3 separate regions of the Zea mays genome follow, and regions 1 and 2 are each linked to region 3. A link is a contact called in public Hi-C and HiChIP or PLAC-seq data. All regions are on one chromosome and are shown on one strand. The core of a region is the stretch at or near the end of the contact, and the rest is flanking DNA. Distances in the headings are between cores, read along the strand shown.

Region 1 (2,700 bases), core at 53-2,552, 310 kb after region 3:
CAATATCGATCGAACGATATCTAGCCAGTAGCGTGGTGTCAGCTTTTACATGAGTTGTCATGTCGGGCTTGTATAATACAATATCCATCTTCGGCACGAATCGTTAGAATTTCGATCCATGCATGCGTTGGCTCCATGCATGGCAGCAGAGCACACACCGTCGTGCGCGCACGCAGCAAAGCATCATCGCGGCAGTACCCATGTCCGTGTCTAGGTCTTGTCGTGTTCTTTTTTCTTTCTTTTTTTCGTTTCATTTCTTGTAGCAGAACGGGACACCTTGCTGCAGTATATGTCGCATTCATCGCCGCCACGCACTGTCGTAGACAAGCTTCCGCCTTGGATAGTTAATTTGGGTGCAGGACACATAACACGTGATTAACCTTGGCACTAATATTTAGTGGATGTAAAATAATGAAGAAAAAAGTCAGCGATATATACGACGAAGAAAATGGAATGAGAGAGAGGGAGAGAGGAATGACCGATGGACCTGTAGCTAGCAGCTAGCGCTGATGACGCTGAACTGAATTATTGTCACATCACATGCATGCATGACGATTACATTGCTGTGTCTAGCGTCTACGTCGTCTCTAAAAAAACAAATCAAAATGAGTACGGCGCCGTGGGCAGGTAGACCGTAGACAGCCAGCCCCAGCATAAATTAGCAAGAGGAGCACAGTACACACGAACCCATCTGTCGTGCTGCTGGATCGATATACTATTTATTGGTGTGCCACCCCTAGCCCCCGGCCCTCAACAAAGTACTCCGTGGATCCATCAAGCTCTAGGGATTAGTTAACTCGAGCGGTGCATGTAGAGATAAATAAAGCAATCACATGAGGTAGTACACGTATTAGACACAAATAAAGTGATATAATTATGCCCCCGACATCGTGTGCCTGCCAGAGAGGAAGATTCCAGGGATGATTAAAAAGCGCAAACTCTGGCCACCTAAGCCTCTGGAGATTCTAAATTAATGAGTTTTACAGATCGAGCACACAACAACAGATCCTTGTTTGTTTATTGCGTGCGGTAGAACCGCCGCACGGACATTCCCTCTGCGCAGGGGCCGGCCAGGGGCGGTCATATATCTCTTCTTTTTTGTTCAGAATAGCATGGAACCAGTAAATAAATCTAGGCTATTGAATCACCACTCCCGTAGTAAGCACGTGGGAGCTAGCTGCTGAGCGAGATCAGATCGAGCGCACCCACCACCAATTTGGTTCTACTTCCTAGGCAGGCCGCTATCACGCGGCACGCGCGCCGGGCCATGTGGCCAACTTACTGCCGGTGGCCGGCCCAGCGGACCCATGGTCCCACGGGAGCGAGCTTCTTGTGGCGGCTTCCGCTTTTCGCTTTTGCAGCACTGCGGACGTTCAGGTGTCCCGCTGGTATTTAGCCGGCAAATGTTTTTTTTCCTAATTCTTTTTTGGAATGATAAGGCGCACCGGATTCCTATGGCGGTGCACGTACGCGTGCTGTGCTGTGCTGTGCTGGCTGCCTCCCAACGTCGCGCGCGGCGGCTCACCGTGACCACGCCGGCCATCGCCTTTAGCTGCATGAGGGGAGAGAGTTGCGACTTGCCAGAGCTCCGCGCAGAAATAAGGCTGAGACGGTGAGACCTGAGAGGGCACGCGCTCTCCCATCCTCGCCACGAAATCTACATGGCGTGGTGGGCCGCCGCGTAACCGCGGGCGCCGTGGACACGGCTGGGCGCCGCGACGTCGCTGTCGTGCTGGGCAGGGCACGCGAGCGGCTCCGCCCCGCGTGCGCGCACCCACCAACCCGGGCCCGCACCCCTCGCGCATGTGTGGGGCCTCCCCGCGCGGCGCGGCACATGTGCCCGTGGCGCGGTAGGCCCCGTCGACGACGAGCGCGCGCGACGCCGTCTGGCTACCCGTTGACGGAATCGGATATTAGGGAGGCAAAAGTGCGAAGAACATTGTAGTCTCCAAAATCTAAATTTCTCACGTCCAATTAGATAATATGGCTTGTTCGGTTGTGTGTGGATCGAGTGAATTAAATCCTTCTTAGCCAAAATTAAATAGAAGGAAATTTAGTCACCCTCGATTCTTTTCGATCTAGCCGTAACCGAACAAGGTTTTAGGCGGTGAATAATCATTGGCCAAGGATCCGTCCGACCTGTGTGGTAGAGGAGACAACTAAGACCGTGCTCAGCATATGTGTATAAGACATGGTGTTTTTGCGTCATAAACTCTACTGTTTATAAAGTGAAGTTTAAAATATGAGGTGAGATAGGCGTGGAATATAAAGTCTGTCGGAGATAATCTAAGACTATATCCACCAGCTTACACATCTCCATAACTATATTCAAATTCCACTCTGCAAACAGTGTAGTCTACAATGCTGAATAGCAAAAAAAATATTTTAGATAAACTACCGGGCACGGTTGTCGGGGATAAGATCCTCGGTCCTTAGGGCCCATCGGTCATCAATGACGCTGGGGAAGAGGCCTATGGCAATTAGGGCTCATCGATCAGTACCAGGAGGAAGGAAATGGATGCGCTAGTAGGGGTGAAAACGGGTAGGGTACCCGAAACGGTTACCGGATACGGGTAATGATTCGGGACCATTTTTCGGATACGGGTACGAGTATTTTTATATTCGGGACAGATACGGGTAATACCCCGGATAGTACATCTTCGGATTTGGGTCGGATACGGAACGAGTACTACCCGGTAA
Region 2 (2,700 bases), core at 125-2,624, 360 kb after region 3:
AATGCATTAACTAACAGCAAAACGAAGCTGGCTAATCTCCTAACTACAACCATATATGCCCACAACATTAGTAGCAATTTAGCGTTTACATATTTTTTTTATTCAACACAAACCAAGCTGTTACCAACTATTTCGGCTCCTAAAAGTATGATGGCATGAGATGCTTTAAATATGACTTCCAGCTCCAGGACTAGATATTCCTTGCTCTCATAGCATGGTTGTTGCTGGTCCGCGAAATTAACTCACCAAGTGTCAGCAAATAAGATTTCTTTTTTTAAAAGAGAAAGGCAAAAGATTTGTCATTCCAATATATTAGAAGAGGTAAAAATAAACTTTACAAACAGACACAGCCCGAAAAACTTAACAATAAAGACCTAGATAGAACACTGACACTTAAAGGAAAAGACCCAACAACCCCCCCCCCCCCCCCCCCCCCGACCGGGACTCCAGCCGCTACAGACAGTCTACACCTCCACCAATGAGCTCCTTCACCACCTGCACTATTTGCTCTGTCGTTCTCTGCAGACCCTTAAAGATTATGTTTTTCTTTCCAGCCATAAACTCCACCAGAAATATATTATGAGGCCATCAAAATTTTTTCTTGATTGCTTACTACAGAGCATCCTCAGTCTAAACCACCACTCGTGTAGTGATCCGGTATTGGAAATACCGTCCAGGAACCGCAAATCAGCCCAAGTCAGGATCATGCTCCATGCTTCCTCGGCGAAGGGGCAATCCTTACAAAGGTGAGCCGCTGTCTCCGGAGACACATTACAAAGCGAACAAATTTGATTGCAAGGCTAACCACGTTTTTGCAGATTGTCTGAAGTTAATATTTTGTTATGCAACAATGTCCAAGCAAAGAAACGATATTTTGGTTCAGTTTTGGCTTTCCAAATGAGATTGATGTGGGTTTTACAGAAGTTCGTTGTGAACTGAATTTTGTAGGCGCTACTTGAACTGTATTCCCCGTCTGCCGACCATCTCCAAAAAATGGTATCATCGAGTTCATTGAGACCTTGCACACTGCTGATTGCTTGCCAAAGTAATACGAATTCTCTCACTTCCTCCTCCCGAGAGAAAGGCGCACAGAACTGCATCCAGAAATTGTTCCTAAGAGCCTTGAAAACCGAGATATTCTTTCTTCTTGCTTTCTTATATAGCTTAGGTGCAATATTCTTTGGAGCATGCCCTTCAATCCAACTAGATCCCCAGTACCAGTAGTGCTGTACTATTTACGAGAGGAAGGTGAAGGCCACAAGTTTGATTTTGGAAATCAAAGAGTACAATCCAAGCTGTACACACACCACGGACACGGAGCATCCCGCGCGCACGCCCACAGCAACCTGAACGGAGCTCCTCAGCCTGGTCGTGCGCACAAAACCGCGGGCGACGTATCAGGAGGCAAGTGGCCATTCTCCTTGTCGTGACTCCTGGAGACAAGAGCACCGTTTCAGAGAAATACAAGCAATCGTAAGGTCCCGAGCGCAAAACTGCGAGGCTATAAGATGGTGGGGAGGGGTGTCGCTAACCGTGGTTATGACATTAACCCGTCTTTGGTCCCGGAGGGAAAAGGACAAATCACTCACACAGAGGGAACAAAAGGGCACAGGAATCGCGACAGCGTGGGAGGCGTACGGCGCACCGCCCGGCCGCCGGATCTGCGCCGGCGACGCGCCCGGACGTCGGATCTACGCCGCCGCAGGAGGAGGGAGGCGGCGCTCTGGCCGTTCCTTGCCCGCGAGCGCCCAGATCCGTCCCGCCGCCGGTGAGTCCCCACGCCACCTCCTCGTCCTGCGAGCTGTGACTGTGAATGTCATTCGACGGGGGCAGCAGCGAGCGGTGCCAGCGCGGGCTCGCTAAATTTGCGGATTTAGCGGGGGGTGCTTGATCGAAATGAGCGCCTGCGCCTGCCGGTGATTTCGTGTTGCTTCCTTCTCCTATCGATTCAGGCCGTAATTCCAGACCACCGGCCGGCGTGGTCTCGAAAATTTCGTCGGTAAATGGTAACCGGTTTCAGCATGTTCACGAGACGTGTTTTGGCTTTCTGATTTCTGGTGTTATTCGATTGGAAATATGTGGGATTTGGGACCGGTATATAATTCATAATCAAGCGTGTAGGATCTATGCATAGCTCGTATGTTACTGCTATTTACTCGGATTTTAATGCTGTTTACTCGTGGATTTGTCGGGTTCAGTCGTCAGGAATTCGTAGATTCAGCTAAAAAAACTTTTGAGTTTGCGTTCATCGGTCCTACTATTTTGCACCAAGTGTTTGAGTTTAATTTTTTTTTAAAAAAAATACCTGCGTGGGGGAATCGATTTATCCCTAGCATTCTGTGGACATAAATCAATTGAAATTTTGGAGTCCTTATTTAGCTTGTCACCATGAATCAATCCTACTTAATTTCTGGCTGCATGCAAAATCTGCCTATCCCTTTATGGACTATGCTATTTATAGTACCTATATTTTCCCTCAGCCATTGGACTCTATTACAAACCAATGTGATTCTGATGAGATTTGGTCCACTTGTACAGAAACATGCGGAAATGATCCCGATCTCCGTTTTCAACTGATTATTTTTCTTTAAGAGAAGGTTATTATTATTACTCCTATTTTGTGAGCAATAAGGCAAGGGTATGTACATGTGTGATGTTATAAATTTCACTCAGGTGCTGTTTGTTTCAACAAGGAGTATG
Region 3 (2,700 bases), core at 121-2,620:
GATAACATAAATGACTAAACAAGCCCTATAAGTTATATTATCACCAAATTTTTATGAAGAAAACTACATATTAATAGCAAGATTTGAGAACTTTAACTATAAACTTTTACCCGCTCTGTGATGAGAGACGTCCAAATTAATAAATGTATCCTTACTCATCCCTAGGAAGAAAAAATATATATCAAAATATAAAAGTGAGCAAGTAAGGTATAGTTATAAATAGAACACTTTACCTGCTTTTTTAGTAGAAACTGCAGAACCGAGGTTTGGAACTCTATTAATTCCTAAAAAAATCAGAGATTTTGATTGGTAGCTAGAATAAACTGACATTAAGCAGGGTAAACCCTTTTTATCACAGGTAATAATATCCTTTCTGAGAACAGCTGATTTTCCCTTGTTTACTGACAACCCAATAGAAAAACACGTCCTCAAGCACTAAAAAAACATTTCAACAGGCACTGGTGCTCCAGGAGTTAAGAAAACTAAGTTTGCAGCACAAGGTCTTGCTCCAGCAGTCCCAAAAAGACACGCTCTTGACAGTGGGACAAAATACAAGATGTTTCAAATGATACGAGAACAAGGGGTGGACCCAGTAAAGGACATGGGTGTACACATGTACAGCTTCTTTCTTTCTTGTTTTTCTTTTTTTCTTTTTTTTTTTTTTGCAACCCAATCGAAGTCTGTAGGCAAAATACATGCATATATACTTGTAACTAGATTCAGCTTCGGTTACTAATAGTAAGTTAGGGTCTGGGCGCAAAGCTTCGCACAGCAGGGAAGGAAGACCAAGGGAATACCTGCTGGTGCTCGTCGCCGGCGAAGGTGGCGGGTGGCGAGGCAGGACGGCGGCGGCGGCCGGGCCCGTCGTTGGTGAGTGGGGGTTGCGCGCATGCTTAGGGTGATGGAAGAAGACGAGGCAGAGTAGGGTTGCAGCATACAGCTACAAGCGCATTGGGTGCGTAATGACATTTTCAGAGCGAGGGTAGTCTGAGGTTGGAGCAGAATCAAGCAGACGGAGAGGGACTGAGAGGGACTGCAGAGGGCGGGAAGGAGAGAGAAGATCGCCGCGCTGTGCAGACGGAGACCTAACTGTGGAGTTGTGTGCCGGCCGAAGCCAGTCGCGGGGACACCAGGGCTGCAGAGGGCGGACGCCGCGCTAGAGCTGGTCGCGAGGACGCTGGGCCCCAGGTGGTGCTCGACCGAGCGGCGGTCTCCTCTCCGGGTTGCGGCGCGGCGAGCGGAGGGAGGAGAACGTCCGTGAGGGAGACGAGTTCAGGAAGCGGACGGAGCGCCGGAGGGGCGAGGTCGGCCGGGGGGAGAAGGGCCAGAAGGCCGACGCCCTCAGCGGATGAGTGGATCGAGAGTTCGGGACTCGGGAGGAGGAAGAACCGGGTGAGAGAAGAAAGAAAATAAAAGGACCAGGATGACTGATAGACCCACGTGTCAGGTGTGTCGTCCCATGATTAGGACCGTGACCGTCTTATTCTATCCTTTAAAAAAAGGTTAGATTAGATATATATATATATATATATATATTTGATTTAATTTCTTGCCGAAAAATGAGATGTGCGATTAATTTGAACCGACGAGTACGTGAATTCTTGAAGGGTAAGCCTAACACTGTGTCATGCTTCGATGCTCAATCGAGTTGTCGTTGCGGCAGCACGCTGCACATCCACTAATCCACACCAGAGCTAAACAAAAGGATGCCGGTACGGATTAAAGCTAAACAAATAGATTGAGAACTGCTCAGTAGAGTTGACATCACGTCATGTTCCAGCTGACCCGAGTTCGCCAAATGCCTGTGTTGCACCTGCACCGGCCAAGATCGAGTTCAGTCCCGATGGCATTCTCCTCGCAGCGGGACGGTGGCGCCTTTTCGAATCGTTTCCATCAAAATAATTTGAAAGTAAAAGTGAAGAAGCCTTTTTCGATCGTTTTCAGCCCTAGAAGCTAATATTTATGCCTTTTTACCTTTTTTCTCCGTAATACAAAAATGAATCTGGCTTTTATGTGCTTCTCCCAGTAAGTCGTTTTAAAAAAGGTGTATCCTACTTTTTTCCAGAGAAAAACTAGAGTCAAAACCTAAACTGACTCTCCTCCTTTCAAACTTATGCCTCATTCATACAACTTATATAATTATCGAAAGATTCACCACCAGGGTCTTGTCGAAAGATTCACCACCATGGTTACGCATGTGCACGCCGCCTGACAACTCCTGATGGGACGCGTAATACAATAGGGGTGTAGATCAGCCCTCGGGTGCTGACTCCGTCTTGCCTGACGCTGAACTCGCCCTCGGGTACAAACTCCGCCTCGCCCGAGCCCGGTCTCGCCAACCTGCTCCCCCATGAATTCCGTGGGAGGCCATTCCGTCGACTATGGCGCACGTCAGGAAGGCTCGATCATGGCCTCGGGCAGACTTCCACCTCGACCGAGCTCGGCTCTGCCCTTGATATCCACGACGGAAGACATCCCCAACGTCATCAGACACAGTGGGGCTGACACACCTCTTAACCAGCTTTTCCTCATACCTAACCCTGTGTCAACCACTACGGTATGGGCGACCTCTCTCTAGAGGTGAAAGTGCATTCGTCCCTTTTGTGAGTTTTGGTGGTTTGGATGACAACACATTTAAAGGTCTAACAAGTTTGCTAAGTGTTGAACAGGAAATTCAGTACGATGAACATACTTGAATAG

What was found. Hi-C and Micro-C count contacts between places; a contact is called where the count stands out from the background. HiChIP or PLAC-seq counts read pairs in DNA pulled down with a chosen protein or histone mark.
Region 1: a Hi-C map of ear shows a contact between it and region 3, with 2.3 times the contacts expected there. The contact joins the enhancer-like site here to the promoter of LOC100280262 in region 3. A contact is called at or near these places in 8 of 25 Hi-C or Micro-C datasets (bundle sheath, ear, endosperm and 1 more).
Region 2: a contact with region 3 is called in an H3K4me3 HiChIP or PLAC-seq map of leaf, with 2.9 times the contacts expected there. The contact joins the promoter of LOC103647517 here to the promoter of LOC100280262 in region 3. A contact is called at or near these places in 6 of 25 Hi-C or Micro-C datasets (ear, endosperm, leaf and 1 more) and 1 of 3 datasets of contacts at active chromatin or transcription factors (leaf).

The regions. Positions count from the first base shown.
Region 1 is chr2:193,656,588-193,659,287 of Zm-B73-REFERENCE-NAM-5.0, reverse strand. No RefSeq gene overlaps it. Among protein-coding and RNA genes, the nearest start is that of LOC103647517, 51 kb to the right of the region's middle. Within about 2 kb of position 1,302, at least 19 of the 20 cell types and tissues checked have an H3K27ac peak or open chromatin away from gene starts, as enhancers often do. A contact at or near this core is called in bundle sheath, ear, endosperm and 1 more, where this site is marked.
Region 2 is chr2:193,605,418-193,608,117 of Zm-B73-REFERENCE-NAM-5.0, reverse strand. It overlaps LOC103647517 (phosphatidylinositol 4-kinase gamma 7), which reads left to right and starts at 1,374. Exons shown (of 2, transcript XM_008672045.3): 1 at 1,374-1,768.
Region 3 is chr2:193,963,332-193,966,031 of Zm-B73-REFERENCE-NAM-5.0, reverse strand. LOC100280262 reads right to left here and starts at 1,370. Exons shown (of 18, transcript NM_001153190.1): 1 at 798-1,370; 2 at 234-284; 3 at 111-161. The coding sequence starts at 969.